Linked DNA regions of Zea mays: all the other regions are linked to region 2. The links are chromatin contacts, called in public Hi-C maps. All regions are on one chromosome and are shown on one strand. Each heading gives the region's core, a stretch centred on a gene start, on an enhancer-like site or on the middle of the called end of the contact. The rest is flanking DNA. Distances are from core to core; before and after follow the strand shown.

What was found. A called contact is a pair of places that touch in the nucleus more often than the background predicts.
Region 1: a contact with region 2 is called in a Hi-C map of ear, with 7 times the contacts expected there. The contact joins the promoter of LOC100191809 here to the promoter of LOC103654268 in region 2. A contact is called at or near these places in 3 of 25 Hi-C or Micro-C datasets (ear and leaf mesophyll).
Region 3: a Hi-C map of leaf shows a contact between it and region 2, with 5 times the contacts expected there. The contact joins the promoter of LOC542553 here to the promoter of LOC103654268 in region 2. A contact is called at or near these places in 2 of 25 Hi-C or Micro-C datasets (ear and leaf).

The regions. Positions count from the first base shown.
Region 1 is chr4:188,400,996-188,403,978 of Zm-B73-REFERENCE-NAM-5.0, reverse strand. It overlaps LOC100191809 (putative RING zinc finger domain superfamily protein), which reads left to right and starts at 1,284. Exons shown (of 3, transcript NM_001137234.1): 1 at 1,284-2,055. The coding sequence starts at 1,378.
Region 2 is chr4:188,685,045-188,687,854 of Zm-B73-REFERENCE-NAM-5.0, reverse strand. LOC103654268 (clathrin heavy chain 1) reads right to left here and starts at 1,431. Exons shown (of 29, transcript XM_008681101.3): 1 at 1,181-1,431; 2 at 880-1,084; 3 at 39-127. The coding sequence starts at 1,225.
Region 3 is chr4:188,949,781-188,952,505 of Zm-B73-REFERENCE-NAM-5.0, reverse strand. LOC542553 (ferritin 1) reads left to right here and starts at 1,309. Exons shown (of 8, transcript NM_001112093.2): 1 at 1,309-1,710; 2 at 1,955-2,038; 3 at 2,123-2,183; 4 at 2,268-2,355. The coding sequence starts at 1,415.

The DNA of each region.
Region 1 (2,983 bases), core at 35-2,534, 280 kb after region 2:
TTTTGTAGCTACAATTATACTTATAATATGTTGTTGGTAGCCCTGTGGGGTGCTGGGGGCTCAAATTTATCATCTAAAGCAAAGAATTATTGATGTACCTGTAGCTTTTTGGTTCTTATAATTGCTTAGGGTTGTTACCTTTTTTGGTTACATATATACTGCTCTATTTGATTTTTTTTATTGAACTTCAAGAGAGTGCGTTTAGAGTTATTGCGGATAACTATGTCACGGATGATGGTCGGACGAGTGTTGTCCATTGTGCTCCTGCTTTTGGCGAAGACGATCATTGTGTTTGCCTTGCTGTTGGGATATTTGAGGTTGGAATTCTTTTTCTTTAATTCATGTACATCTTCACTAACTGATGTGCGACTAATGCTAAGGTATTAAGAGGTTAAGAGAAATGGGAAGATCAGTAAACCAGTAATCTCCTTTTCATAAACTTGGGGAAATAGCGCTATGTATTTAACTAAAATGACACTATTAAACCATAGGTCATAGGTATAATCCAAGTGTCACTACAGTTTTTATATAAGTTAGTTCACTGGAGAACAGACTTATCCGCCTTCAGTAATGCATTTGTTGTGTTCTTCCCACTACTACTGGTACTGAGCTTTTTGCTCACTAGGCAACGACTGATGAAGGAGTGGGCGTTGGCTGCAGGTGGCAAGCAATCGTTGCCTACATCAACGCCGGATGCTACTACTTCATTGGTATACCCCTCGACATTGCTCTCATAGTACGAGCGACCGTGCTAACTGGTAGATGGGTGATTCAGCCCTAGCCAAATTCTTTTGTGCGTGTATCAGCTGCTGAGGAGAGGTGATTCCAAGAATGAGTGCACTACTGCTATTGGCTTCAAGTGGATGCTTAATCAGGCGATGACTAAAACATGCAGTATAGACAATTTAATTGGATATCATTTTTCTTTTTATGTTCACTCAGTTCCAGTTCATTCACAACTAGGTGCAATGCACGGGCACTGACCTATCTTATATAATACACTACTAGGTGAGTGCCCGTGCATCACAGGCCCGAATTTCTCTTCGATGTCATCCCAGATAGCTCGCGGATGTCATCCTCTATCTCATAACTGCATAACACATATTTGTATATATAAGTTATCGAGATATTATATGTCCCCGTTGTAACGCACGGACCTAGTGTATATATATAAACAAACAAACAAAATAGTGAGTGAATTGGAGCGCGGCCTCACATAGGCCAGCCCGGTCTGCCAAGCCCACGCCCACTAGACGGCAACAGCCGGCCCACAACGAACGACTGCTTTTCTTTCTTTCTTTCTTGATCGAGACGATCGACTGCTTTGTCTCGCCTCCCCAAGCGAGAAGCGACCGACTCCCGCCGCCGTTGCCAGCCATGGACGGCGGTGACGACCTCGCCGCCCTGCACGAGCAGGTCGCCCTCGCATTCTCCGCCGCCATCTCGGCCTCCGACCTCGACCTTGCCTTCCAGCTCCAGGTCGCCGAGGCCATCCAAGCCTCCCTCGGCTTGCCCAATGCCGCCGCCCCGTCATCATCGTCGCAAGCCGCCCCAGAGTCATCCTCCGACGCCACCTACGCCTTCGCCGTCCAGGCCGCCGATCTCGCGCGCGCAGAGGAGGACCGCCGCGACGCCGAGGCCTGCCGAGCCGCCAACGCCCGAGCCGCCGCCAACGCCCGCGTCGTCGCGCACGACGCCCTCTTCGCCCGCGACCTCGCTGCCATCCCCGAGGAACAGTGGGACCACGACGGCGACTACTTCGAGCGCCCCGTCGAGTCCTCGCCCTGCCCGCCGTTCCGCGTCTTCTCCAAGGGCATGGCGAGCAGGGAGGTTGTGGCCCCGCGGGACCGGGACCCCAGCGTCGCCGTGCTCGCCGTCGCTATCTATGGGCCGCAGGGGGAGGAGGTCCTTAGGATACAGAAGCTGGTGGAGCGCTTCGTGGGTGGCCGCATGATGGTGGAGTTGATGGCGCTGATGGAAGGCCTCGACGCAGCTCTGGGGCTGGGCATCCGCAGTGTCACCATGGTTACGGGTTACGGCCCTCTCTACAAGCATGTATGACATGCCAAATGCCAACTCCTGGATAAATCCATGATTAAAAAGAAACTTCAAGATAAATCCTCCATCTATTTTATATTAGTTGATTGACTTCATGACTTGCCTAAGAGATATCGTTAGTAGAGAACGAGTCTAGTTGAATCAATAAAAAAACTATTTTAGTAGATAGATTTGGCGCTGCTGTTTCCATGTGCTTAGGATATTTCCCTGTTTTAGTATTGGTTCAATTCTGAATCTTACTGGGTACTCATCTGAGTGGACAAGCTAGCAGCGCTGTACTGTCTACTGAACAGGATTTGGTAATTTACTTTAGACTATAATTGGACTACTTATCTAAACTTGCGCTGCTTGTCTTGCTTATTACAGCACAGAGGAATAAGGATATAATCTATCCGTCAGACTTTTTCATTGATAGCCAGTTCTCAATGGTTTCTGTTGTTTTGTTGATTCCTTCTTTCATTTACCAGTTCAATTTGAAAACGTTGTACTGCTTTTTCTGCTCTCACTATTCATGAGAAACATATGAAAGTCCTGCTTTGTTAGTTAAAAAAAGCAGAAACCTAAGTGTTAGAATTTGAGATGTTACCACCCTTAACTTTTTTTGTGGTTTCAATGTATTTCTTTACCCATGCCTTGATCAATCATCATGTTTTCAGTCAATGGTTAGTTCACTAAGAAGTCAGTCGTACTCAATACTCACAAACATTTAGTTATATGTATAACACTAAAAATGAAGCATTTGTTGTAACACAACTGAATTGTGTTACATGTTTTAATTCACCTGTTCAGTAAGAATGGTAAACCTAAAGATATGTCTAGTTCAGTGCCAGTTTTTGGTGTTGTGTACATCTTCAGTGTGCTTAGGTCTTAGGCTAGTGCTTCTGTTTCCATGTGCTTAGGATATTTCGTTTGTTTCAATGTCTGT
Region 2 (2,810 bases), core at 182-2,681:
GGGAGAAAATGTCAACAGTATCAGAAAGTGTTTTGTACCTGCTCGGGCATTTGGTGAGACTTGATCTTAGTCTTAGCCTCAATGTTAAATATTTGAAGGTGATCCTGTGTTGTTCCAGGTATTTGGGCTGCAAAATTTCAGCAGACATTTACCATTGTTCCATTTATAGTCAAACTACATTGCAAGCAACTACATATAGCCAGATACTCAGTGTCTGAATCAGTTATTTCATCTGAAGGTGGTAACAAGCATGTTATAAAAAAATGAAGTGAGTGAACTAAATCCATGCCCAAACTATAGTAAAATACCCCAGGCAACAGTAACTTTATTCAAGAAAATATGCACTTGAACATAAGTTCAACAAGAATGTTAAGTGAACAGGTAGAAAGTCATAACCAAAATGTGAGCAGCAACACTGATGCCTCAGATAGATATGAATGTATGTTAGAAACATAATGCTTGTATACTAGGATGAACTGAAGTGAACAAGACTAGTTGCAGTGATAACTATATGGATTTATTACAGATACCTCAGCAATCTAGGCAGACCCTTGTTCATTCTGCATGACTTGCAGGCAAACAGAGAGGTAGACATAAAACTCTGTAAACAGTAGTTATGATACAGACTCTCAAGCACAGGCTTGATGTCACTCACTAGTGCAATAAGGAACCAGAAGCTTAGATCGATCGGCTGTCCAGTTCATAAGGAGACGACTATTCAACAAGAACTTTGACTAGGACAAGCGCAATCCCATGGGTGGCAGCAGCAGGTAGGTAGGGCATGATGAGAATGAGACCACGCGCAGTGGAGTGAACCGAATGGGCTAGATCTAGGAGCTACAGGCGGTAGGTAGAGGGCTAGAAGCAATAGGTCCGAACCTTTCAGCGCGAGGATCCTGGCGTTGGGGTTCATAAGGGCGGAGTCGGCGGTGATAGGACGGCGGAGCGGCTGCATGGGCATGGCCATGTCGATGATGACGACGCTGTTCTGCGGGGAGGTCTCGCGGACGCAGATGTACTTCTCCGACTCCATGGTGACATGGGTGAAGGTGACGAACTGCGGCGCGATGCCTAGACTGGTGAGCTGCGGAGGACAGGCAAGCAACGAACGATCAGTAGGTGGGTAAGTGGATGGAGATCTGTACTGTAAGAGAGGAGAGGGAGGTGGCGGGGGTGTTACCGTGAGCGCCTCGCGCATGGCGATGGGGGCGTTGGCCGCCGCCATGGCGACGGGCGGCGGTGCCGAGATCTCTTTCGGCTAGTATGGAGCGGAAGGGCTAGCGGAGGCGGTGACGCGAGGTGCCTCCACTCGGGGGGAGAAGGAGAGATCTGATCTGAGGAGAGGGCCAGGGGGGACACAACACATCGCCACGTCGGTGCGGAGAAGGGGAAAAGAGAGAGAACATGATATTTGTTATTACAACAAAATATGTTTTCAAAATTATCATCGGACCCATGTTTCACGTTTCATAGACACACTAGTCAGTTATCCTCGTGCTACTTATATTCAGCATATTTATCATATTTATTCTTTATTGAACATAATGATTGTGATCTCGAGTGGTTAGAATAGTGTGGGAGGATGGAGAGCGATGGTTTGAGACATTTTTTACTTTTAAGTTTGTTGGAGAAGAAGACACACGAAGAAGAAACTCCCACTTAAATATAGTAGAGATATGGATTCAGTATTTATAAACACAGGGGTAATTATAACAAGGAAGCAACGTTTCAAGTGACAAAATTCTAATTATTTCGGAAAAAAAGCGAGCAGACGTCGGGGAACTTAGGGCATGTTTGAAACATGAACAACTTTTTTTTGAAAACATGGATTCTTAGATAATCATAATCTAGTTGTCACGATAATCTAGATATCATGGGGATTATATATGATTTAGGGTGTAGGAAGCGACAGATTTCTCCTATCGCGATGACTCGGATTTTGCATTCACGTTGATTTGGATGATATTCACAAAAGTGATTCTCATATAAGCGGGTTGAGAAACAAAATGTCTCGTGTGGACACTATTTGACAGGATTTTTGCAATTATGAAAAGCGGCAAGATGCTACGTCACAAAAGAAATGCATAGACGGCCAAAATAAAAACTAAACAGTGTTATTTCTTGCTCATTTGGAAAGCCTTCTTCATCACGCTTCATTGATGGAGCTCACTCTCGATTAAGTTGTTTGTCATGGATGACACTCTCCTCCTCGTCCAACTCCTTCCACTATACACTCCATCGCGACGTGAGGGACGTGGTCACGCACCTTGTTGTGTTGTGCCACTGCCACGACCACCACCACGCTCCTCGTGTTGTGCCACTATCACCATGCGCCTCGCTGTGTTGTGTTGTGCCACATGCGCGCCTCATCGGGCGACCTCCTCCACGTGGTATCTCATTGGTAGCCACCCCCACGCGGCACCAAGTAGACCCGGGAGCGCACGACGGTGTCATTCCTAGTCAGAACTCGGGCGCGACGGCGAACCCGACGAGGCGACGACCATGCCTGCGTCGGCGCGCGGTGGCATGCCGGTCACGCTCTCCGTGTACTTCTAGTGGAACTTCGTGTCGCGATCGGCCTCGAAGTGGCTGGGCAGCGGCTCGAGCGCGAAGGTTAGAAGGTGCAGCAGCCACACAACCTTGTCCATCCACAGGAACTCCACGTAGAAGGGCATCCGTGGGTGCGCGCCAATGTTGACCACCCTCTGGTGCCCTAACAAGAGAAGTTCCAGATTTACCTCCTCACTTGTCGACATTGTCTCTTAAGGCGGTTAAGCCTAAAACTGAGAGCGTAGCTCTGATACCACTTA
Region 3 (2,725 bases), core at 60-2,559, 260 kb before region 2:
TGATGAACAGAGACAAGGCGTGTGTCCACATGCAGACGTGGATGACGAGGACGGGTGTGGTGGTAGGCACCGGGCCAATCTGGTTCAGAGCGCGCGTGAGGTCGCCACGCGCTAGTGAGCTGAGTCATCAGTTGCTAGCGAGATCTGAAGGTACAGCCAACAACCATTCAGACGGGTGCGGTGGTCCTTCACTCCAACAAACAGCCTTGGAATTCTATGTGTGTCCTGTCGCAACCACGAATCTTCATCTTATCTCCTCCATCCTTGCTCGGGTCATCATCAGAGGCGTGTGCCGGCCGCACGACCACTTTTTTTATTTTATTTTATTTTAAATATACGTCAGGTTTGTTGAAATAATAACGTGCTGCCGTTAATTAGATGAACTGGACGATATAAATTCCAACACCTACAAGTCTCGTGGTTATCCTTTGCTGCTCTGCATTTACATTGAATACTAGGGGTCTGTTTAGTTTAGCTTCCTAGACCGGATTCGTTGTAAAAAATCTGAATTAACTATACAACAGAATAGATTTTTCATATTCATCTCTTCCATCTTACAAAAATGTCACGTTCTTATAAAATCTATAGTTGACAGTTATTTCAATCAAACAAAATAAAGATTTTCCACAATTGTTAATGTTCGAGGAGATTTTCAACATTCTCAACCAAAGGGGTGGTGTCTGTATGCACCACTTCTCCACCACCAAATTTAAAGCCATTCAAAAAAAATTATGTCTGTGACTGCACAAAGTTTGGTGAAATTGATGAAACGGGCCATCCGAAGCTTCGGAAACTATGAAACTGAAGTTGCAAACTTTAAAACATTTTGATAAGTCATTTTTATTTAAATTATTTTTAAAAACTATTTAAATTTATATTATACACCACGGCTTCACGTCAAAACTAGAACCTAGAACAATGCCAGACTCCTTATGGTATCCCTGCCTCATGGGAAAATAAGTTCTAGGACAAGGGGAAATTTGAGTTTATTTAGGGCTAGTTTGGGAACACTAATGTTTCATGAGATTTTCATTTTTCCAAGGGAAATTAATTTATTTTCCATTGGGAAAATGAAAATCCCATAGGAAATTAGTATTCTCGAACTAACCCTTGTAGTAACGGCGTATACCAAAGGAAAAGCTCAAAAAAAATGGACGCCTCCACCATCCAGAAATATCTCCCCAGTCCCCCGCCCGCCACGAGCCCTCCACGCGCTCCCTCCGCCTTCTCCAAATCTCAGCCGTCCACGTGTCTCCAATCTGCTACCCCCACGCGCCTATATTTATCCCTTTCGTTCCTCCAAGGCACAGCCGCACAATCCATCCATCCATCTATTCTCCAGTCCACCCATTCCATTCCACTACCCACGCGCAGAATTCACGCGAACGCACACGCACCCACACGACACATCCAGATGATGCTTAGGGTTTCCCCGTCCCCGGCCGCCGCGGTGCCAACCCAGCTCTCCGGTGCGCCCGCGACCCCTGCTCCCGTCGTCAGGGTGGCGGCGCCGCGCGGCGTCGCCTCGCCGGCCGCTGGCGCCGCGTGCAGGGCCGCGGGCAAGGGGAAGGAGGTGCTCAGCGGGGTCGTGTTCCAGCCCTTCGAGGAGATCAAGGGGGAGCTCGCCCTCGTGCCCCAGTCCCCAGACAAGTCGCTCGCGCGCCACAAGTTCGTCGATGACTGCGAGGCCGCCCTCAACGAGCAGATCAAGTAAGTGCTACTGTTACCGCACACTGCTCTGCTCTGCTATGCTCCTGCTTGCGTTCAGATTTTAGGATTTATGTGTGCTGTCTGTTAAGATGCTCTTACCATATTAGGCTATTTTTTGGGTGTTATCTGTCAGCCATTCCATCCATCTGTGAGATTTGATTTCGATTCAGCTCCACTAACCGAATAACAAATGTCTCCATACGACACCAATTTGACTCTGGAACCTCTCTCTCTGGCCGTGCAGCGTGGAGTACAACGCCTCGTATGCATACCACTCCCTCTTCGCCTACTTCGACCGCGACAACGTGGCTCTCAAAGGATTTGCCAAGTCAGTCGTCGCCTCTCGCCACCAAGTTCGGCTATCCATACCGATTTTACGTTTTCCTCTCTAACGATGATGTGGTTCTTCCAGGTTCTTCAAGGAATCCAGCGACGAGGAGAGGGAGCACGCTGAAAAGCTCATGGAGTACCAGGTATCATTTGACCCTCTGGTCCGTTCCATTCTGCTACATGCCAATACGTGCTGTGCGGTACTGACGGGACAATGCGCCTGCCAGAACAAACGTGGAGGCAGGGTGAGGCTCCAATCGATTGTGACGCCTTTAACCGAGTTTGACCACCCTGAGAAAGGAGATGCTCTGTACGGTAAGTTGCCGCTCATTTTCTTGCTTCTTGTTTGCCGGTTCTGACCTCTGGTTTAGGATAGGATCTGAATGCCCAAGTGCCTCAGAGGAGAGTCTGCGTGTGTGGTACTGGTAGTCTGGTAATGGTAGAGCAAGGAAAGTAACAAAAGCTCGCGGTTGTCCAGAACTGGAATTTATTCTGCGTCTGAACATAGTTGTATGACTGTATGAGTTGAAGCTTTCAGTATGTGCATCGATGGATGATGATAGATTCAAAGACTGGTAGCAATTCTACAAATTTAGGACGACTTATATAGAATAGAAGGCTAGCTATTGTTAGTAAATGTTTGGTTATGTATCAAGCTATGTTGTAGTTATGTTCATGCTTGAGC